Linked DNA regions of Sus scrofa: region 2 is linked to region 1. A link is a contact called in public promoter capture Hi-C data. All regions are on one chromosome and are shown on one strand. The core of a region is the stretch at or near the end of the contact, and the rest is flanking DNA. Distances in the headings are between cores, read along the strand shown.

Evidence for each region. Promoter capture Hi-C pulls out the DNA fragments that hold promoters and counts their contacts.
Region 2: a promoter capture Hi-C map of fetal liver shows a contact between it and region 1, with 3 times the contacts expected there. The contact joins the promoter of TANGO2 here to the enhancer-like site in region 1. A contact is called at or near these places in 5 of 5 promoter capture datasets (fetal liver, fetal skeletal muscle, liver and 1 more), 23 of 47 Hi-C or Micro-C datasets (alveolar macrophages, blood, brain and 12 more) and 2 of 2 datasets of contacts at active chromatin or transcription factors (alveolar macrophages and skeletal muscle).

Annotation. Positions count from the first base shown.
Region 1 is chr14:51,401,497-51,405,893 of Sscrofa11.1, forward strand. ARVCF (armadillo repeat protein deleted in velo-cardio-facial syndrome) reads right to left here. Exons shown (of 18, transcript XM_021072783.1): 17 at 4,061-4,146; 18 at 1,719-3,102. The coding sequence ends at 3,076. COMT (catechol-O-methyltransferase) reads left to right here. Exons shown (of 4, transcript NM_001195330.2): 4 at 831-1,252. The coding sequence ends at 1,031. Among named protein-coding and RNA genes, the nearest start is that of COMT, 5.4 kb to the left of the region's middle. Within about 2 kb of position 3,100, at least 14 of the 83 cell types and tissues checked have an H3K27ac peak or open chromatin away from gene starts, as enhancers often do. A contact at or near this core is called in fetal liver, liver, omental adipose tissue and 1 more, where this site is marked.
Region 2 is chr14:51,441,566-51,445,498 of Sscrofa11.1, forward strand. It overlaps TANGO2 (transport and Golgi organization protein 2 homolog), which reads left to right and starts at 2,032. Exons shown (of 9, transcript XM_001929644.5): 1 at 2,032-2,104.

The DNA of each region.
Region 1 (4,397 bases), core at 1,850-4,349:
ATTTGCTGCCAGATCTGAGGTGCTCTCCTGGGGCGGGGTGCTGGGGTTGGGGGGGGCGTCTCCTCCAGGGCTGCCCTCTGTTTTTGTTCAGATTCTGGCTTGCAGATGTCCCAGCCTCACTGACCTCACAGCTGTGTTTTCCATTCTTGCCTGAGGGCTGAAAGCAAGGGAACCACCACCAGAGAGACTGGAGGGGTGCATAGTGGTCCCCGCATCCCTAAGCCACCAGGAGGTGCCCGTCCACACCTCTGGTCCTGCTGGCAACTTAAGACATGCCTGGGGCCCCTTGCTTGATTCTGGTATCTGTGTTTTTTTTAGCTTTTATTTAACGATTATGTAAAGAGAGCTTTGAGCTTCACCCCCTCCCTTAGGCAAACATTTCTTATCAAGGTTTTATGTAATTGTTTTAAGCAGCAACTCCCCCAGATTGGACATGACCCTGCTGGGGCTCCTCCTGCAGAGCGGGTGGAGAACGCTGATCCACCAGGGTCCAGGTGCTGGTGGAGATGGGATGCCTCAAGGATTGAGCAGGGTGGTCCTGAACCTCCAGTGACCACCGCCAGCAGCTCTGGACACCAGGCATCTCTCTGACCTGGAGAAGCCCCATGTTCCTGGTGCCAGGTGACTGAGGGCCAACTTGGCCTTAGTCACGTCTGTAGCCCCATCACCCCCTCACCCCCCCCACACACACACTTCATGAGCACCTACTATGCTGGAGGGGCTGGGGTGCAGAGCCCTTCCTGCAGAGGGAACTACCAGGGGAGCTGGGTGGGGCAAGGCTCACTGAGCATCCTGTTCCTCCACCCCTCCAATGTCCATCTGTCCTACAGGAATGTGGCCTGCTGCGGAAGGGAACGGTGTTGCTGGCCGACAACGTCATCTGCCCGGGGGCCCCAGATTTCCTGGCACACGTGCGAGGGTGCGGCCGCTTCGAGTGTACACACTTTAGCTCATACCTGGAGTACTCGCAGATGGTGGATGGCCTGGAGAAGGCTGTCTACAAGGGCCCAGGCAGCCCTGCACAGCCTTGACGGCCTGCCCTGTGCCAGCTCCCTCTCCAACCCTGGTTCTGGAGGGTGCAGTGAACCCACTTCTGCCAACTTCGCTTCTGCTAGTATCTATCTGTCTGTCTTCCATGCAGCCCCCTTGAGGCCAGTGAGGCCCAGGCCTGCCCACACGGGTCCGCCCCAAGTGCAACCAGCTCACCTTGCAAAATCACCCCAATAAATCTGGAAAGTATCTGCCTATAAAACCAGGTCAGTCAGGCAGTGCCTGTGACGGTGTCACTCACCCCCACCAGCATGCCAACAGGGCAAACCCAGCAGATGCTGGAAGCGGGGACCTGTTGGGCTGTGCAGGCATGCAGCCTGCCTTTGAGGTCTGTCATCACCAGGTGGCAGCAGTGCCTCAGGAGTGGCACCCTACACCTCTATTCCAGAGCTTTCGCCTCTTTTTTAAGTCAGAAATGCAACTTCTTTACTAAAAGCAGCTGTTAATAATCTTACATACAATATCATGTTTAAAAGATATACTGCAATAGAAATGAAAGATTTGAGTATTTAGCTAAAAGATGAATGGAGTGCTTCTCTTCAGCCACCACACTGCTCCTTTTGTCCCCTGGTGTCCTCATCTTTGCATCAAACATGCTGCCCCCACCCCCACCCCAGACGCTAAGGCTGTAGACTGGCCACAGCAGTGCCAGGGGTCAGCCCTGCTCAGTGCTGCTTCTGTGGCCAGGCCGCGGTACCTGCTATAGCCCCATGGGGATGTCTCCAGGCAGGGCTGAGCCTAACCGGGGCCACCCCACCTGGGAGACCAGAACAGGGTAGCCATCCATGCTTCAGGCCCACGCTGGGGAAGGTGGACATGGCCGGCCCTACAGCAGCGCCAGCTGCAATCTGGCCAGCACCCAGCCTCCCAGGGCAGAGTGGAAACACCGGCCCCACTCCCACTCTGCCCCACTAAGACCAGCTGGGGCACTTCTGTGGTTGCCCAGCTGGCAAATGAAGGAGTGAAGTTGGCCTGTATCTACCTAAATCCAGTGCCACCAGCCCTGACCCTGCTGTTCTAGCCTCAAGACCCCTAAAGGGTTTGATCTCTGGCCACCTCAGGCTCCCCAGGGTCCCAACAGAGGTTGGGGTCCTAGATCCCAGGGTCACCCTCCTGATTGGGTCCACCTGTGCCCAAGACCAGCCACCAGGCAGGACACTATCCCGGGCCTCAGGGCCCTGCTAACCACCCAGGATCAAGCCTACTGCTCTTTGTGTATAGAATGAGAATGCCTGTGGGGAAACAGCCATGGGGCCTAGGAGGTGAGCTCCCACTGGACACAGCAGACATCACAGAGGTGGGGGCCACCTCCGCCCACCCAGCAAATGAGGGGGCAGTGGTGGAGAGGGAGTTGAGCCTCAGAAGACAGAAAGTTCCTTTACTGCTTTTTTTAATTTTCAAGTTTTCTTACAAAAATTTAGATGTTTACCAATACAGTCTTTAATGCTTTTCGTCAGTGTTTTTCTTGTTTATAAGTCGCAAACAGCAGGCACTGAACAGCAGTCCCCCCACTGCTGCCAAAGGTCAGTCCCAGAAGTGCCCCTCGGGCCAGAGCTGCGCAGGAGAGGCCCAGCTGTGGGCCCCACGCGTCCAAGGGCGGGTGGGGCAAGCAGCCTGACCCCCTGCTCACTGCCTCCAAAGCCTCCGTGTGCGCCGACCCTGAGCAGCCCCAGACTAGGGGCCCAGGGAAGCCCCTCCACCCTCCAGGTCCGACTCCTTCCCTGAGCGCCCCCTGCACGGCTGCGGGGCCCTAGGACCCACCAGGCGGCCCTCGCCTGGGTCGGCCAGCGCCCCGCCAGCCTCTCACTCGGACACAGCACCACGTGGGTGAACTAACTGGCCCAGGACTTGGGAGGGAAAGAGTGAGGGCGGGGAGGGAGACGTGTCCAGAATGGCCGCCCCACCCCCCCGCCCCCGCTCCGGCTCTGTCGAGAGGCGCTACCGGCCCCCGCCGCCAGGGGGCGCCGAGCTCCACAGCTGGCTCTGCGCGGCCAGCGCTGATGTCCCTTCTTCGGAGATCAGATCCTAGGAACCAAAGGCTGGGCCCAGACCCTGAGAAGGGAGAAGGGCGGGCTGAGCGAACCGGGAAGTGGAGCGAATGGAGGTGTGGACAGACGTGGGCAGCTGCCCCCCAACTTGCAGGTCCTCGAGGATGGGACCGTGCTTGGGGCGTTCGAAGGTGTGGAGGGACCCCACCCCCTGCCCCATCTGGCCCCATGCCCTCCGGGACCCGATAGCTCCTCCCTCTTAGACTCTGGCCCTTCATCCCTCCCGTGGCTTTACAGGACCGCTGAGCTCAAGGCCAGCCTGCGGGGAGCGCGCGGGGAGAATAGAGCAGACAGCCAGCGAGGTGAGGTCCTGCCTGGATAGGCAAGGTCGGGTGGGTGGAGGTCAGACAAACGTACCCGGCATGCAAACTAGACCCAGGAGTCAACGGGCTGAGGCTTAGCATCCCCCACGGCGTCCACCAGCCTGACCGCGGGCCTGCTGGGCCCCAGAGGAGGAACCTTCCTGGTGGGGTTGGGCTGCAGCAGACAGGCAGTGGGCAGGAGAGCATTAGAAGCAGAACAAGGCAGGTTAGTCAGGGCTGGCTGGTGGGGGCTGAGTGGTCAGTGGGCAGGGCTGGGGGCAAAGGGAGCTGAGCAAGTGTGGCTCAGAGCTGCTGAGTGAGTGTGGCTGAGAAGAGTCCTGTGCCCAAAGCATTGGCGCAGAGCAGGCATCAAGGGCTGCCCTGGAGGCGAGGCCATGCAGGCCATCGCACGCACACGCATGCAGGGAGGGATGCAGACACGCTTGCTCAGGCTCCCCCAACAGCCCTCTGTCCTGTGCCTCCTCTCTCCCAGTGGCTATGAGCTTCCAACCACTTGCACCCGCAGGCTGGCTCCAATGGGAGGTTGCTGAGACAGAAGGGCCACTCCCTGAACCAGTCTCTTGGCCCAGTGGCCGGCCTGCAAGTGAGTCCCACCCCGGGCCCAAGGCAATCCCTGGACACCTGCCCACAGCCACTTACTTTCAACGGTTCCTTTTCAGAGGCCTCCCCTGTAGGGTCACTGCCTCGAGCTCTCCGCTCCCTCCGGTCAACGGTGGAGTACCCATCTGCAGGGTGTAGGCAGGAAGGGAACTCTGGAGCAGGCACCAAGAAACCAATGTCCTGGTGCAAGGGGCCCTGGGCCTGGGTGCATCTGGAGAGGCCCTCCAACTGCCCACTCTGAATCAGGCCTTCTCACAGTGGGGCCTTGAAGCCTCTCGCTTACTCCCCCACAGTGGCTCAGAACTCTCCAGCCGCCCTTCAGCTGGCTGACTGGGCACATCTGGGCAGTGACCATAACTGGCTGCCCCAGCCCTCA
Region 2 (3,933 bases), core at 782-3,281, 39 kb after region 1:
ATCTCTCCAGGGGCACTGGGCCCTTGTCCTCCTGCAGCCCCTCCTCTCTCAATGATCTTGTGGGTCCAGCACCACCCCTTCCCTACCACTTGCTGATGGTGGCAAGAGGGGTTGGACAGACCTCTGCTGAGAGAGCAGAGGGGAAAATTGTGCACCAAAATCAGCCCAAGTGAGGACTCCGTCCTTTTCCCTCATCCCCACCCCCCTCATCCCCACCTCCCTCATCCCCACCCCCCTCTTTTTACTGTGTTCCAGAGGTCTGTCTGCTCCCAAGCTGGATCACCAGCTGCATACAGGGGATCAGGGTGGGCAGTGCCAGTTCCAAGAGGACTCAGGGCCCTTGTTTGGCAGTGGACCCACCATGACCCAGGCTGCAAATGGGGGTTGGGAACAGTCAGAAGGCAGGGCAAATGGCCTCTACCCCTAGCGCACTGCCACAGGGACCAGTAGCCCAGTCTTCTCCCTCTCTCCCATTCTCTCTATCTGGCTTCTGGCCATCTCTGTAGGGACATCCCTTGGGCACATGAGGAAAGCTGCCAGAAGAAAAAGTTCTCAGGAATAACTCCCCAACAGTTGCAGATGTTCAGAGATCAAAAGGGTGACCACACAAGGTGATGAGCTCCCCATGTAAGGATGTATATAGAGGTGGCATAGCAGTAAACTCCTTGCAGCCCTGTGACCCCCACCTTAACCTGTCTCATTGGCCCATGGCAGAGTGGGATTTAAACCTCTATCCTACCCATGCATGACTGCATCCCTTTTGCAGGTAATGGGAAAGCACTGCTCAGCAGGGATTGGCCAGTCTGTGTCCCACCCCTCTAAGGCGTGTGACCCATGGTTTGGGGCACCACTCTACAGCTTCTGCTCCATCCCCAGGGCATGGTGACTTGCTTCCAAGCCCCAGGTCCTGCTTATCCAACACCACCTCCTCTTGGCTGGACCACATGATCCAGCTGCCAGGAGGGAAATCACTGGCACCCACCCAGCATGATTCTGTTGCCAGATGGCTCGAGGGAGAACTGTGTGTCTTGTTGGGTTTGCTGCCTGTTGGCCTTGAGTCCTTGAGAATTGGGAGTCCTTGGCTTCCCTGCCTGCAAAGGGCTTCTGTTGAGTTCTAGGAGGAACACAGATGAGATGGTGAAAGAGTGGGGTGCCATGAGGCTTTGGGGACATCATGCAGGTTTGGGTTAGACTCTTGCCTGTGCTTACTAGCCAGGCCTTTGCCCTCTCTGAGCACCAGTTTTCACAGGGTGTCAGCGCTCCAAGTCAGGATCAGGGCACCTATGTCCTCAACACAGGGCTGTGGAGCTAATCCAGCCAATGCCACTTGCCTCCTTTACTTTTGATTTCAAACAGGTGACATACATAACTGCTCTGAGCCTCCATGTTTGCATCTGTAAAATGGGATAAATGAGAGTTGTGTCTTGGAACAATGGGTTTAGAACACTTAGCACATTGTTATTAAATATAATTGTCATCTCTGTCATAGTTTGCTGAGGGCCCACTTTGGAGCAAGCCCTGCACTCAGGCCCCAGACATAGCCCAGCGGCCAATATGAGCTGGGAGCCCAGTGATTGACCATCTTGTTGCCAAGGCCCCAATCAGCGCTCCTCCCCTGCCTCTTGCTCATTTGCAACCCGGTGCAAATCAGGCCAGCAGCTCCTGCAGAACAGGCCCGAGGTGGGTTAAAGGCTGCGGTGGCCGATCCAGGGTCTGTCCTGAGGGGGCAGGGATGTCGGAGGTCGAGGTTGCAGTGAGAAAGATGGCCAGTCCAGGAGGCACGGACTGAGCGGACGGGGTGTGTCCGAATGTAAGCATCCCTACAGAACCTTCATCAAGAGCCGGGGCTAGCTTCCAGAGCCGCGGGGGTCACGAGGCGCAGCCCGAAGGTTGGCGCAACCTCGGGGGCGGGGCGCCGGGAGGTGCAGCCGGGAGCGACGGCGCGCTCAGCCAAAGGTAACCGGCCTCGCGGGGCGAGGCCCCGCCTCTCCTCGTTTAGCCCAATGGTGAGCGCGCAGACGGTGGGGGGCGGGGCCTGAGCGTGGCGGCAGCGCGCGGGCGCGGTACCCGGAAGTCCGCGGCGGCGGCGGCGGCGGCGGAGGTGGTGAGTAGTCGGCTGGCGGCGGACTGCGTTTCCCGCTTGGCTCGGGTCTCGGACTCTGGGCTTGGGGCACCGACTTGAGGCTTGTTGGGGCGCGGACTGGGGGCTCGGGGCGCCGACTTGGTGCTTGGGTTGCGGACTCTGGGCGTGGGGCTCGAACGCGCGGGGCGGACTCGGGTAGCGGCCGCCCCTCCCGTCCTGCCTCAGTTTCCCCTTCTTGAGGCGGAGAATGCAAGTACAGCGGCCGGTCCCTGGAGGCCAAGCTGACCCCTGCCGACGAAGCGTCCCTAGCGTTCCCGGAAGGCGTTTCCAGTGGCCCCGCCGGGATGGGGCGCGGGCCCCGCAGTCAGGGCCGGTGTTCCTCAGGGAGGCAGACTGGAGGTCCGGGAGCTGCCAGGTCGTTGCAGAGTGAGAGTGGGTGGGCAACGCGTCTCTTGGCCCCAGAACCCTGAGTCACGATGCTCCCTCCCTCTGCTGCGGGTAACAGCTGATGTCTATCTGAGGAGGCAGCAAGTGCCAGGTCATCCATTCGCCTGGACAAGGCCTTCCCTCGGTGGCCAGGCCTCCCCCCGCAGGGCATTAGGGGAGGAGGCTGGGCGGGGTTGCACACAGGGCAAGGCCTTGCAACCACTGGTCTTTAAGACCCTTTCTCACTCCAGCAATTCCCACGCCTCCTTCTGGGCCATAGCTTTGGCCTGGGCCTTCTGTCCCTGAGCTGGTCCCTGAGCCCCAGGCCCTTGTCTGTCCTCCACTGAGAATGTCATATGGTCAGCCAGGCCTACCCTGTCCTCCTGCTGCAGACCTGCCCACTGATGTTTTGCTGTTGCTGTTTCCATGCCGCAGCTGTTAGGGGCGCCTGCAGCTGGTGGCTCTTGGGAAGTGCTTTCTCCTGCTTGTTCCTCTGTCCTCTGGGCAGGCTTTTGGGGCAAGTGTTTGTTGGCTAGACACCATTCACAGTTGAAGAAAACTCAGTCTGAGGGGCAAATCGTGTTCCCAAGATCACTCAGAGCCAGGGCTGGTCCTCCCCTCCTGAGCCCCTCTCCCAAGAACCTTTTTGTAGCAGGTATCCTGTCGGATGGGTGGGGGCACTGGAGAGGGTGGCTGTGTTGGTCGGTGGACACAACAGAGCCTCTGTACCCTGTTCCCAGGGCTCCCAGTGGGCAGAGAATGTTGCCCTGGTGCTCCCACCCCCTTGGGCCCCTGACGATTCACTTCAAAAGCACAGGTCCCCCAGTTCTGGGGCTTTGTATTACTAGTCCAGAAAAAGCAAATGCAGACCACTGACTGTCAGCTCTGCCCTATTGCCCAGCCCCTGAGCTGTTCTTACCACCTCATGCTTCCTTTGTGTCCTCTTTTGTGGCCTGTCACTTTGATCATGTTTTACCCTGGGTGTAATTATGCTCCATGTCCTGGAGTCTTACCTCTGTGCTGGCTGCTGCTCTAGAGGTCACCTCCTGGTTCCTGCTCACCCACCCGTGGGTGCTGCTTCTGAAGATGTGAGTGGCACAGGGCAGGGAGGCTGGGTGGACTGCTGCAAGCAGGCCCTTGCTTGTCACTGACACCCCGGATGTGTGAGGTGAGGACTGGGTATGGTAGCACATCAGCCAGTGTGAGAAGATAGTTTGTGGGTCTGGACCTTGGTTTGGTGATCTGCTCTGTGAGAATAAAGCCCCCTCCCCCGCCAAACCACTGAGTTCCCTTTTCAGGGTATTCATGTAGATTTTTTTCCCCCTTAACTTTCTTTTTTAGGTTACAAAAACAGTGAATACACATTTAAAACTAAAAGGAACAGCCCCACCTCCTGGTGTTGGCTGGTATTCCTGAGGACCATG